Linked DNA regions of Mus musculus: region 2 is linked to region 1. The links are chromatin contacts, called in public HiChIP or PLAC-seq maps. All regions are on one chromosome and are shown on one strand. The core of a region is the stretch at or near the end of the contact, and the rest is flanking DNA. Distances in the headings are between cores, read along the strand shown. Region 1 has its middle 22 kb from the start of Wnt7b. Region 2 overlaps Celsr1 (cadherin, EGF LAG seven-pass G-type receptor 1).

What was found. HiChIP or PLAC-seq counts read pairs in DNA pulled down with a chosen protein or histone mark.
Region 2: a contact with region 1 is called in a FOXA1 HiChIP or PLAC-seq map of pancreatic cancer cells. The contact joins two enhancer-like sites. A contact is called at or near these places in 4 of 39 promoter capture datasets (the 3T3-L1 cell line, liver and stem cell-derived epiblast-like cells), 1 of 484 Hi-C or Micro-C datasets (brown adipocytes), 2 of 115 datasets of contacts at active chromatin or transcription factors (embryonic stem cells and pancreatic cancer cells) and 1 of 9 other capture datasets (embryonic stem cells).

What each region holds. Positions count from the first base shown.
Region 1 is chr15:85,600,473-85,607,279 of GRCm38.p6, reverse strand. No RefSeq gene overlaps it. Among named protein-coding and RNA genes, the nearest start is that of Wnt7b, 22 kb to the right of the region's middle. Within about 2 kb of position 3,164, at least 17 of the 459 cell types and tissues checked have an H3K27ac peak or open chromatin away from gene starts, as enhancers often do. A contact at or near this core is called in pancreatic cancer cells, where this site is marked.
Region 2 is chr15:86,011,708-86,017,942 of GRCm38.p6, reverse strand. All of the region lies in intron 1 of Celsr1 (cadherin, EGF LAG seven-pass G-type receptor 1), which reads left to right. Among named protein-coding and RNA genes, the nearest start is that of Celsr1, 19 kb to the left of the region's middle. Within about 2 kb of position 2,677, at least 76 of the 459 cell types and tissues checked have an H3K27ac peak or open chromatin away from gene starts, as enhancers often do. A contact at or near this core is called in pancreatic cancer cells, where this site is marked.

The sequences.
Region 1 (6,807 bases), core at 1,915-4,414:
GAGCAACAAGTACTTTTTTTTTTTTTTTTTTAAAGATTTATTTATTTATTATATGTAAGTACACTGTAGCTGTCTTCAGACACTCCAGAAGAGGGCGTCAGATCTTGTTAGGGATGGTTGTGAGCCACCATGTGGTTGCTGGGAATTGAACTCAGGACCTTCAGAAGAACAGTCAGGTGCTCTTACCCGCTGAGCCATCTCACCAGCCCCGCAACAAGTACTTTTAACCAGCAAACCATCTCTCCAATCCCATTATTATTATTATCATCATCATCACTAATTATCATTATTATTTGTTTTATAAGACAGAGTTTCTCCATGTAGGTTTTTTTTTTCTCTAAAAAAAAAATGTGTCTATTTTGCCTGCATGCATGTCTGTGCACCACATGAACGCCTGGTGCCCAGGGAGGCCGGAAGAGGGTGTGACTCTTCTGGAACTGGAGTTACAGGCAGTTGCGAGCCACCATTTAGGTGTTGGGAGCTGACCGTGGCTCCTCTGGAAGAGCAGAAAATACTCTTAACTGCTGAGCCCTCGCTCCACCCCAAATGTTCTTAAATAGAAATGGTCTGTCCTTAGGCATGGGAGTAGCCAGGTTTTCATGTAACCTCTGGGGCTTCATCAGCCTGGTCCCTCACTGATGGCAACTGCCCTGTTTGTTTTTAGACAGGTATGGATGTCATGAGTTCATTCTCCAACTGGAAATACTGAGAGACAGGGAGGTCATCACGGGCAGGCCAGTGTGCGGCTGTCGGTGAGACAGCAGTGGGACCTGGGGCAAGGGGTGTGGATGACACCAGGAGTCCTGACTGAGGGAGGTCTCGAGACAACAACATCGGAACTAGATCTGAAGGGGCCACGAAAGCAGCTGGCCCTCAGCTGTGTGCCCTGTAGACACTCTGTTGTGGGATCCAGGAGCAGAACTGGGAAGTTAAGGGGGAGGGGACTGTCATATTCGCAGAGGGTCATGGTTGCCCTCGGCCTTGAGTGGCCTCCAGTCTGGTGAGGCAGCCAGACTGCAGGGTGCCGGGAAACAAGGCCCACACTGTTTGTTCAGCTGTTGGGCGGGCACCCGAAGTCCTAACCAGGACCTGGTCTTTCTGGAGTTAACACATGCACGCCTGCCCTTCCTCACAGAGCATGCTCAGACAGTGACGACTCCTGAGGGGACAGAGTTTTCTCCGGAAGTCATCACGGGCAAGCCAGTGCAGCTGTAGGTGAGACCGTACTGGGGATCTCTGGTGGAGGAGGGTGCTGACCGAGAGAGACAGGCACTGGCCAAGCACAGAGGCCTCTAATAGAGGAGGGACCTTAAGCTGCCTCCTCACCCACTGGCTAGGACCAAGCAAAAGTCTGCGTGCAGAGGTCTGGAGGACTGCTGAGGCCAGCCTTCAGGAGCTGCCTGGGTGGGTGAAATGGGATCTGAAAATCCCAGAAAGACAGTTGCCAGGTTCCAGCCTGGCCACTAGAGTGGGCCTGCCCAGGGAGAATATCAAGGTTATTCTTCAAGGAAGCCATAGGAAGGAAAAGACACCGCTGAAGTCACACCAGGGGGCTCCAGCCTCCCCCGCTTCACACTTCATCCTCTGAGTCTTCTGACACTGGCCACATACCATCAAGAGTGGTGTCCAAGCCGCTGTTCCCAGGTAGCTCCATGGTGCCACAGAGGTGCCACGCGGGCTCAGGATTGGACTGTGGGTTCTTCTGATTGTGGCAACCCAGCTCATGTGCAGTTGCCCGCTACTTGCCAATCCTGAGTAAGAATATCCCCAGACTCCAGCCTTGCCCACCAGGCTGATCACAGCTGAAGTTCCCAGCCAGGAAGACCAGAGGCTGCCTATTGCCTCTGTAACCCACAGAGGTCATAACAGTGTGGCTGTTGGGGGTCAAGTGAAATGTTTGGTACATACTAGAACCTATGTAAAAAGCCAGGCAGAGCGACTTAAGCCTGTAATCCCTTTGAGGGAGAGGGAGAGGCAGAAGGACCCTTGGAACTTGCAGGCCAGACAACCTTGCTTACATGAAATGCTCCAGGCTGAGAACCCTTGCTCAAAAAAAAAAAAAAAAAAAAAAAAAAAAAAAAAAAAAAAGAGGTGGACGGCTCCCAAGGAAGGACACCTAAAGTTGACAGCTGGCCATTCCGTGTACACATAGACACACGCACCTGGACCGGAATAAATGAACTCGCCCGTGTTCCTTCCCACAGGCACATAACAGCTGGCTATTGTAAGGGTCTGTTTAAGGGTTCCTTCTTACACAGCAGGCACAGTACCTAGAGCAGCCCCTATGGTACAGATGAGTGCCAGGTATTTTGGCTGCTACCGAGAGAGATGCGGTTGCTGTGACTCTGAGCTTGAGTGAGCACAGAGTAGACTAGAAGCCTAGGTCGTGTGCTGTGCTCCAGGCAGAGTCCAGTGCCCTTGGCTTTAATGCCGCCAGGGTCCTGGGTCCTGACTTGCAAGCTATCCCTTGAAAAAGGTGAAAGGAACAAGAACTTCAGGGAGGATGGGGGGGATAGAGAGGGGTCATTTATCATCAGTGGGAGAGGCCTGAGCCATGCTCTGCCAGCAACATTAGGGTCACTGTGTGGGCGGGGACAGCTACACTGAGAGAGGCTTTCAGGGACTCATGTGGCAGCTGCTGGGACCACAAAAAAAAGGCTGGGACTTGGGCTGCCTGTAGCAGGGGCTTGGGGAGACAGAGGTGTAGTATCAGGACAAAGGACTAAGGGGGACATCTGGCTGAGGTTGTAAAGGTGACAAGATGCGTTCCAAGGGCCCCATATTCCTGTTGCAGGCTTAGAAGCAGCATGGCCATTCCCTTCCAGTATTTGCTACAACTTCATCACTTTATTCGTCAGCTGGAGGAGCAGCATCGAAAGTCTCCACCCTCAAGTAGGTGCCCAGGTGGTTGTGGGCATGGAGGGAAGCTCTGGAACAGGCATGGGCTGAAGGCCTGGCAGGCCTTATTTGGGGGTGTACCTGGAGTATCCCAGGCCAGCCCTACCAGCCCAAGCTGTAGTTCAGAATGGAAAGATTCTATAGAGCAGTGGCCCTCAACCTTCCTAATGCTGAGACCTTTAATACAGTTCCTTGTGTTGTGGTGACCCCCCAGCCCAACCGCACAGTGATTTTTGTTGCTACTTTCTCACTGCAATCTTGCTACTGCTATGAATCATAATGTAAATGTCTGATATGCAAACCCAGGGGGTCGTGACTCACAGGGTGAGAACCAATGCTCTAGAGGAACAGAAAGCAGAGATAGATAGATAGATAGATAGATAGATAGATAGATAGATAGATAAGATATGTGGGTGGCTGGATGATGGATAGATAGATAGATCATACATACATACATACATACATACATACATGCATGCATAGATAGATAAACTATAGATAGTACTGAAAGGATCTCTAGGGATCTACAGTGCAGTTAGTGGTTGCTAAGTGAAAGAGAGAGATTTTCTTCAGTGATGTCTTAGCTAAGGTTTCTATTGCTACAGCAAAACACCATGACCAAAAAGCAAGTTGGGTAGAAAAGGATTTGTTCGTTGGGCTTAAACATCCACATCGTAGTCCATCACTGAAGGAAGTCAGAACAGGATCCTGGAGGCAGGAGCTGACGCAGAGGCCATGGAGGGGTGTGGCTTACTGGCTTGCTTCCCATGGCTTGCGCAGCCTGCTTTTTTATACAACCCAGAACCACCAGCTCAGGGATGGCCCCACCCACAAAGGGCTGGGCCCTCCCCATCAATCACTAATTAAGAAAATGCCCTACAGGCTTGCCACAGCCCAGTCGTATGGAGGCATTTTCTCAATTGAGGTTTCCTCCTCTCAGATGACTATAGTAGCTTGTATCAAGTTTGACATAAATCTAGCCAGCACAAGCGGCATAGCCATTGAAGGGAGAAAGACAGACAGACAGACAGACACACACACACACACACACAGAGAGAGAGAGAGAGAGAGAGAGAGAGAGAAGAGACTAGTTGAGAAGAGGAAGAGATCTGGTGGGCATGGGAGCAGAGGAGGTGAGAGTCATCAACATATAGTATATGCATGTATGAGATATCAACATGAAACTCATAATTAACACATGCTAATAAAACTTTTTTTTTAACGAAAGAGATACACTGGCTTAACTTACGCTAGAGGGGCTGGGTAGTCCAATAGTAACTGCCTGGATCCTGGAGAGACAGACAACTCAGTCCTGGCAGCAGAACCAGCAGAACGCCTGAGCAGATCTGACCTGGGCGCTCCCAGGAGAACGCTGGTGTGATATGTGTGATGAGGGGCTGAGGAGGCTGGAGTCTGACAGTCGCAGGTGGTGGCAATGGTTCACGAACTCCTCAGGGCAGAAACAACGTTGCCAGCTCACACTAACTTCCTCACCCAAGCCCTTTCTTAGCTTGAAGGTCTCCCTCCTGTTCAAGGCAGGTCATGCCCCACCCCTAGCCACTGGCCTGTATGTCAGTTCAGGCTGACCTCAGACTTGTTACATAGTTGGGGATGACCTTGAACTCAGGGTCACCAACTTCTTCTCCCTAGAGGGGAGATTACAGAGGCACCCCACAGTGCTGGGCTTAGCCTATTCGTTGATGGCTGTCTCATCTATCCTAGCAGCCTGGACCCCATATACACCCTCCTGTTCAGTGATGCCCCTCCCACAGGGCAATGGCCCTCAGTTTTGGGGGGGGCGGGCAGGTGGAGACGTTCAGGAAAGGAGAAGCCCTCAAGGCTGGGTTCAGGGGAAGGCATCAGAGTTCAACCGATGGATAGGTCAATAGCCTCCTTGATTTCTGAAGGCCTGGTGTTGAGAAGACCCCTGGCACCTGGGTCTCTGAAACAGTTGATGGAATAGGGAGGCAGAGGGCAGGGGAAGGTTTCCGGGTCCAGGGAAGGATATAGCAGGCGTAGAATAAAGAGGCAGTACTCAGTACCAGCTTGGGGCCGGGTGGAGGTGGGAGTGGGGGGCAGAGCTAGGCCTTCAGGGAATGATGAAGGGCATGAAGGGTTATAAGGGAGGGCCTGCCAGGCTCACTGGTACCCACAGTGCTCACACAGGGGAAGTATTCAGGGAGCCAATGGCCTCTTTGTCAGGTGGGTATATCCACCTGGTGTGGGGGATGGGCCTCCATACCCAGGACTGGTATCCCGCACACTCTTGCTATAGAGTCTTCGATGTTCCAGGAGGCAAAGCAGAGAATCTGGTTTGGTTCCCCCCCACCCCCACCCCCACCCCCAAAGAACCCAGGGCCTTATACACTGCAGGCCAGTACTCTGCTCCTGAGGCACACCCCCAGGTCTTTTAAAAGATGAAATTCAGAGGTAGTGCCTGACTATGTAGCTCACACTGGAGCTTTCTGCTTTGAGATCCTGAGTATTAGGATTTTCAGCACATGCTGCCACAGACAACTCGGGACAGCTTTTGGTTTGGTTTTGTTTTTTTTGTTTTTTGGTTTTTTTTGTTTTGGTTTTGGCTTTTTCCAGACGGGGTTTCCCTGTATAGCCCCGGCTGTCCTGGAACTCACTCTGTAGACCAGACTGTCCTCGAACTCAGATATTCATCGGCCTCTGCCTCCCAAGTGCCATGTGCCACCACTGCCTGGCCTGGGACAGTTTTTAATCCTAAATGATACTTTGAAAAGTGAGACAGACAACATTTGAAGGGAAATTAACAGAAGATTCTAGAAACAAGGTCCCTAGCCAGAGTGAGCCCAGACCCCAGTAATGGCTGTATATGAAAGTAAAGAGTCAGGGCCTAGGCTGGTACTGCTGAGATGCAGCTCAGACCCTCAGAAAAGAACAGCAGCATTCTGAGGAATGAGGGGCAGGGGTGAACGACAGCTGTAACCACACAGAAGCTGTGACCATGTGACCCAGAGCATCCTGGGCCCTTAACAGACACGGTATCCAGACTGGGGTCCTGGATCATACCTGCCAGAACAGGTGGATGCCAGTCCAAACACATGTGTGCAGGTGCTAAGGACCGTACTTTACCTCATGAGCAAGGTCATAGAGTCAGCTGTGGACAGACGAAAATGGTTTCTTCCAGCTGAGACACACCATTTTTCTCTATAGTTGTCCACACAGGAGGTGTTCTTTGAAGCTTTGGTACATGGGCTGAGGAGGGAGAGAAGGAGGGGGCTGGGGGTAGAAAGGACCTGGTTCAGGGCAGGAGCCATGGGATAAAGAGACTTATGAGTTCCCAGGCTGGACGGCTGCACCCGCCATTGTCTCCTGAGAGTATAGGGTCCAAATTCCCATGGGACTAGTGGTTGGACATGTTCTTCTCAGATGAGGAGTTGGCCAGGACCAGGGTCATTTCTCCTTGGATTAGGACTTGGCTGCTCCCTTGGTCTTCTCGACCTTGTCCAGGCAAACAAAATCCTCTGATTGGTTACTGTCAGAGGTGCTGGGATGGTGCCCTGGAGACGGAGCAAGTGTGTAGACGAAGGAAGGACGGACGGGACAGCACCAGCCCCCCTCTCCCCATATCCAGCTTCCACATCCCAGCCCCCCCCCACCCCTGACTAAGGAGCACCAGGGCTCAGGCTGCTTCTGTAGCTTTCCCAGTCCCTGCCCCCCCCCGCCCCCCCCGCAGGCCCCACCCGCCCTGCGCAGCAGCTGCTTCCGGCCAGACTAGCAGACAATGTGTTGGCGGGTGGCCCGGGGCCAGGACCATCCATCCCCCCCAGCCCCACAGGAAGACAGAGCACAGAAGAGGAGCCACTGTGTCCCCGAGTGAACCCACTGCCCAGGCACTGGGATTTAGAACTTCAGATTCCAGGGGGAGGAGCCTCTCGG
Region 2 (6,235 bases), core at 1,428-3,927, 410 kb before region 1:
GGTAGGGAGTCAGAACAGTTTTTTCCTAGGTAGGTATTCATATGGGTGTGTGTGTGTGTGCGTGTGTGTGTGTGTGTGTGTGTGTGTGTGTTTAGTTACTTTGTATAAACCGTTTGGTGACTGGCTCTTTTCACTACAAGTCTACCGTGAGGTTTCAGTGACTAAGTCTCTTCTGTTCCGTTTCACATGGTGGAATGGCATCTCTCTGGGCTAGTTTTGAACTGTGCCTAGGATCCGTGGGGGTTTCTGTCTTTCCCCTTCAGGAAGCTTCCTAGGAGTGGACCAAAGTCCGGGGCATATTGATGGTTTTCCATTCTGGCTTTCTTTTCCCTTCCTTCCCTCTCCCCTTTTGAGACAGGGTCTCATGTAGCCTAGGCTGGTGTCAAATTCACTGGCTAACCTCGCGGATGACTTTGAACTTTTGACCTTCCTGCCTCCACCTCTCCAATGCTGGGATTACAGGCCTGTGCCGCCATACCTGGTTTATGCGGTGCTGTGAATGGAACCCAGGGCTCTGGGCATGCTAGCAAAATATCTGCCAACAAGCCACATACTTTTTTTTTTTTTTAAGATTTTATTTATTTTATATATAGGATGAGTACACTGTAGCTGTCTTCAGACACACCAGAAGACAGCATCAGATCCCATTACAGATGGTCGTGAGTTACCATGCGGTGGCTGGGATTTGAACTCAGGACCTCTGGAAGAGCAGTCAGTGCTCTTAACCACTGAGTCATTTCTCCAACCCCCCGCTCCCCCCATTCCTGCTTTCTTAACCCATTGACTTTGCCATGGAAGATAGTTGATGCTGGGGACCTTTAGAGTGGGCTGACTGTTCTAGTCAGTCCTGTTACAAGGGCTGGTCTGCCCACACTGGCTGCTGTGAGCCTAGTAATTACTTAGATAATGTTTACCTTGTGGAGGAGGCCCCAACACGATATACAAGGTGTGGCCAGCACCTATGCCCTGAGTCCTCACTGTTGTCAAGGTCTATATGTAGATGGAGTTCTATCTCACTGTCTTCTCCACTAGGCTTCCAGCTCTGGATGGTCTACACCCCTCAGCTACCATCCTGGGCCCAGGGTTTAGCCCTTCCAGACCTGTTGTTACCAGGAACCACAACCGACCTAGCTTTCTTATGTTCTATCTAAAGACATAATAGAGTTTGTGCTTGGGATGAACATGTTTCTTATCTCAGTGATGCACCCACGGCGATATGATTTGGGAATATCTGCCAGAATAAACTCTGGGACCAGCAGTGTGTGGTCCTAGCTGCCCAGCCCCCTACTGAGGTTCAGGTGAAGGCCAACAGTGGCTAGGCAGAGGCCTGGGAGTTTGTATCACTGTCTGGCCAGAGGATTGACTGGCAAAATAAAACAGTTCTCTGCCCATCTTGTGTGTCAGGAACCTGTCCTTGGACCTGCCCTCCTAGTATCATCCAGAGCAGCAGCTAAGTGGGCGCTATCTTGAAAGGCTACCGAAGTTGGGGAGGGTGGGGCTCAGGACAGAGCCAGCCGCCTGGGCAGATGTGGGGTTTAGAGTAGATGCCAGGAGGCTTGGAGTAGGTCTAGGGTGTCCACCCCCGAGTCTGAGGGCAGGATTGCTAGGGCGCAGGCAACACTCCCTGGGTGAGGGGGAGCCTCCGGGGTTTTCTTGCTGTAACATGCTGTGGGGGTGTGTGTGTGGGGGGAAGGGGATGACTCAGTGAGGTGGGTGAGGCAGGAAGTTCATTCAGAAACGCTTCTTCTTGCAAGGCTGAGGTATGAGCTGAGGCCCGGGATGCGGCTGATCTGAGCACAGACTCTCTTGCAGAGGTTTGGCTGACCTCTGACCTAGGGAGGATGGACCATGGAGTCAGTCTGTCCTGAGAAGGAGCTGGGAACGCCATTGTTTCTGTCTTCTGGCAGGCGCTGCCTGATGACATACAGATACTGTTGCGGTGACATTACACCGTGTCCCTTATCACACTGCCTCCCACCTCCACTGTGCTAGGTCAGGCTGCCTGGCAGCCAGAGAGGCACAGCCTTGGCCTCCCCAAAGGGTGGACCTTGGACCTAGCTCCTTATATGTTGGTGGCAGGTGGCTATGATAGAGGTGGGGGCTCACTAAAAGCAGTCAAAAAGCCCTGGCCTCAGGAGCCTTCAGTGTCCTTATCCTGAGCCCTTGGGGGACTCCCACCAGATGCCTGCCTATGCCTCTTGGGTCTGAGAGTGGGCACTGCAGACATTCACTCCCCAAACCAAGCTGCTCAGGGCCCATTGGGTAAAGAGAGACCTATGGTCCCGTTTGTGGGGTGATCTCAGCTGTCTTAGTCAGGGTTTCTATTCCTGCACAAACATCATGACCAAGAAGCAGTTGGGGAGGAAAGGGTTTATTCGGCTTACATTTCCATACTGCTGTTGATCACCAAAGGATGCAGGACTGGAATTCAAGCAGGTCAGAAAGCAGGAGCTGATGCAGAGGCCATGGAGGGATGTTCTTTATTGGCTTGCCTCCCCTGGCTTGCTCTCTTATAGAACCCAAGACAACCAGCCCAGAGATGGTCCCACCCACAAGGGGCCTTTCCCCTTTGATCACTAATTGAGAAAATGCCTTACAGTTGGATCTCTTGAAGGCGTCTCCCCAACTGAAGCTCCTTTCTCTGTGATAAGTCCAGCCTGTGTCTAGTTGACACCCCAAACCAGCCAGTACATCAGCCTTGCCATTTTCTCAGCCTGGAGCACTGCCAGAGGACTATAAACAAACATGGAGAGGAGTCAGCAGATTACGAGTTATAAACAATACTTCACAGCTTACATGGTCATTGTTATTCCAAGTGGGCGTCAGTGAGCTTCGGTTTATTGGGAAACTCTTTATGCAGATGAAGTTTGAATGCCCACGCGTGGTGTGTACCGTGGGTCTGGCCCCTCAGCAGGGCAGACAACGGCCCATGGGCAGTATCAAGTTGATCTTGCCTCTTGGAGATTGTTCACATTCTCCAGCCGTAGCTTGAGGGGTGCTGGCTTCCCCGACTTTGCTGTATGTGATTTCTGTTTCATCGGACACCTTGGGGGTCCTCAGGGGCCCTAGGTGAGGATGGATTTGAACCTGGGTTTTAAGTCTCCACGTAGAATCACAGATGCTTTTCTCCCCTTGGGTGTCTCCTAGGCAGAGGAGTAGCTGTTATTCCCTCTTATAGTCCCAGGCCCTGTTGCAGTACTGAATTCCAGATTCCTCTCGGGCTGCCTGGCCTGAATGCTATAATTCGGAGAGGCAGCTGTGGAGGGGACCTCAGACCTCAGTTTGGATGGTGCTTGAGGAGGTCACTCAGCACCACCCCCACCCCCTTTAAAGTTTATTTCTTTTTATTTTATGTGTATATGTGTTTGCCTGCATGTATGTATGTGCACCACGTGTGTGCAGTGCCCATAGAGGCCAGAAGAGGAGCTGCATTGGGGGGGGGGCTCGAGGCCTAGAGGGTGAGTCGATGTCCCTCCTGGAGTTAGCAGGATACAAGGAGAAAGTCACAAGTGACTGTCTTAACGTTTCCCGGCAGAGGACAGTCCTGTTTGCGCTGGGCTGAACAGTGAGCCGAGACCAGTGATTATCTGAGAATTGCTCTCAGAGATGGCATATGTTTTGTGCATGTCACCTCATCCTGGAGTCACTATACCTAGGGGGTTCCCCTGCTGCCGTTGATCCTCCATACCTGCTCTCAGTACCTCTCCCCATTAGGGCATTCCGCCTGAGGCCCCTTCAGGAGCCCTGAGGGAGCTGTGTAGTCAGTCTTCATACTTGCCCTGGGCTTCTTGTGGCCTGCCTTCCTGTGGTTCTCCATGCTGTAGGTGTTTAGCCCGAATTCCAGGGACAAGAAAGATAACAATAGTTTTATCAATAGCTTTATTGGTACAGGAGGAGAGGTTCGTTCACAGCGTGCTATTTGGGAGAGCTAAGATGCTGTGATAAACCGAATGGTTGCAGTTGGGATTTAAAAGCCTGGGGGTGGGGGTGGGGGTGAGTTAGTGGGGCGTGGCAGATGTTATGGGCTGCTGGGAAGCTAGCTGGATGCTCTGTACCACGCTGCTGGGTGGACTGCAGGTTCATTGGCCACTGCTTTGTCCCGTGACCCTCAGGAGCCTCCAGCTGCGCCTTTCCAACCGCTCATTGTCCTGTCCTGAACTGTATACTCCCAGGTGGAAACCTGACGGGAGATGCCGCTCAGGCATGAGGTGGAGAGGCCCAGCACTTCCTGTTTGTCATTTTTTAAAAAGGGATTTATTATGACCCTGCAAGTTGCTCTTTGTAATAAAAATAGTTCTGGTCTGCTCTGTTCGTAAAGATAAGCTTGCATGTGTTACAAAAACTCCACTGGGCACTCGAAAGCAGAAAACTGAAAGTTCCCCCACCAGGCTCCAGGGGCCCAGAGATGACTCTGTGGCTGTTGATCTGTTTTAAGCATCAGCTGTCCCAACTTTATAGGCTACATCCCTGCTCACATTGATGAAGGAGGCCTTCCTGGCTTCTAGTTCTAGGGTGAGTAGTAAACCAGGGGCATCTATAATGTTGGCAACTCCTCTGTGGCTCTGGAACTCAGTCAGCCTCCTCCAGGCCCTGGCAGCGACTGGGGTTGCTATGGTGATGGGTCTCTCTGAGCCCATGGGAGGCACCTTGGGGGACCCTCACATTGAGGAACCAGGTCCTTTGTGCAGAAACAATGGGGCCCTGAAGGGCTGTTTGTATATCAAGCTCAGTTTAATTACCTCCGAGGGACAGCCTGGGAGAAAGGGGTGTTCTACCCTTCAGGAATGAGGCTGGTGGGTGTTTTGGAATGTTCGAATCTTTTGGAGCCCTGGTCTTCAGCAATCATGACCTCACACCAGAAGACTTTAGTGTTTGTAATAGACTCTAGGGTGCTACCTGTAGGTCCTCATCCCAGGCTAGGGGGACAGAGCCAGCCTTCTATACTTCTTATCTTCTGTCCTTACCTTTCATGGAAAGGGATAGGTCCTCCCACCTTAGGCTCTCTCTCCTCCCTAGCCTTTGCCTCAGCCTTTAGAGCACCAGCTTCCAGATGGGAAGGTAGTTTTACTCTGGGAGGTGTGAGCACTCACAACCTGTGTACCTGAGTATTAGGCTAAAGGGAGGCGCATCCGTGGTCCCTTACTAAACGGATCATGATGTGTTCAATAAATGACCTACTGACTGCTGGTCGCTGGTCTGATTTGTGAGACATGCCATACAGCACTCTCTAGTCAGGTCTCTTTTCCTAGCTCCCTGAGGGCAGTTCCCCAAGTGGATCTCTTCACCCCCCCACCCCAACTCCTTCATCTGATCCTATAGTAGGTACCTTCCTCAGTACTACTGATGCTAGCTTGTTCTCTGGGGCAAGTGTCCTGGGCAATGCAGAATGTTGAACAGTGTCCCTACCTTGATCTTTGTGTAGTAGTCAGCACCTGCTCTTTGGCCAGGATAACTCAAAGTATCTTCCCAAAGGCCCACTTCCTCCCCACTTCTCGTTGAGATGATTACCACAGAACTGAGCTGGCAATCTGAAATACAGCCCTCTCTTATACCTTCATGCCTGGTCTAGCCCCTGGCACCTCCAGGGGGTCCTGAGACCACTGAAGGTCTGAAACAGATGGTCAGTGAATAGCCTGCTGCAGCAGTTGGTGCCACCAGACTGTGTTATAACTTGTGGCTCCTGGGCAGAGAGGGAAGTTGACTTGGTCCAGCTCTGCTTAGCTGTGTACTTTGAAAGTTGTTACATCTTCATCCACAGAGGAATGTGGATGTGATAGGGCCACCTTGCGGGCGCTGTGGACATACAGGGTCAATTGGAGTCCCCACTGCAGGTCTGTATTCCTACCCCGTGGTCAGCTTGGGCTCCCATCAGGAACTTGACCAGGGAGGACAGTGGGGTATCTTTGTCTACCCAGGTCTTCCCCTATATCAGGGCTTTGGGATGCTGTTGCTTGACCAGAGTCGGGGCAATAGGTATGCAATAAGATAGAGGCCATTTGTATCTTATACATAGGGCAGGAAACTGCTGAAGGAGTTTGCTCCAGCCAGAACTATAGAAACTCTAGACCTGGTAGAGAGCACCCTTCCTTTTCTTGATTCATGTTAGTCTCTGGCTGGGATGAAGAAAACCACTAGATCTCACATAGTTAGCAGTCAGCTCTTCCACCTTTTATTGATCATCTCTGTTGCCATCTCCAGATCGACGTGTCAGTATATCAAAGACCTGTACCACCTG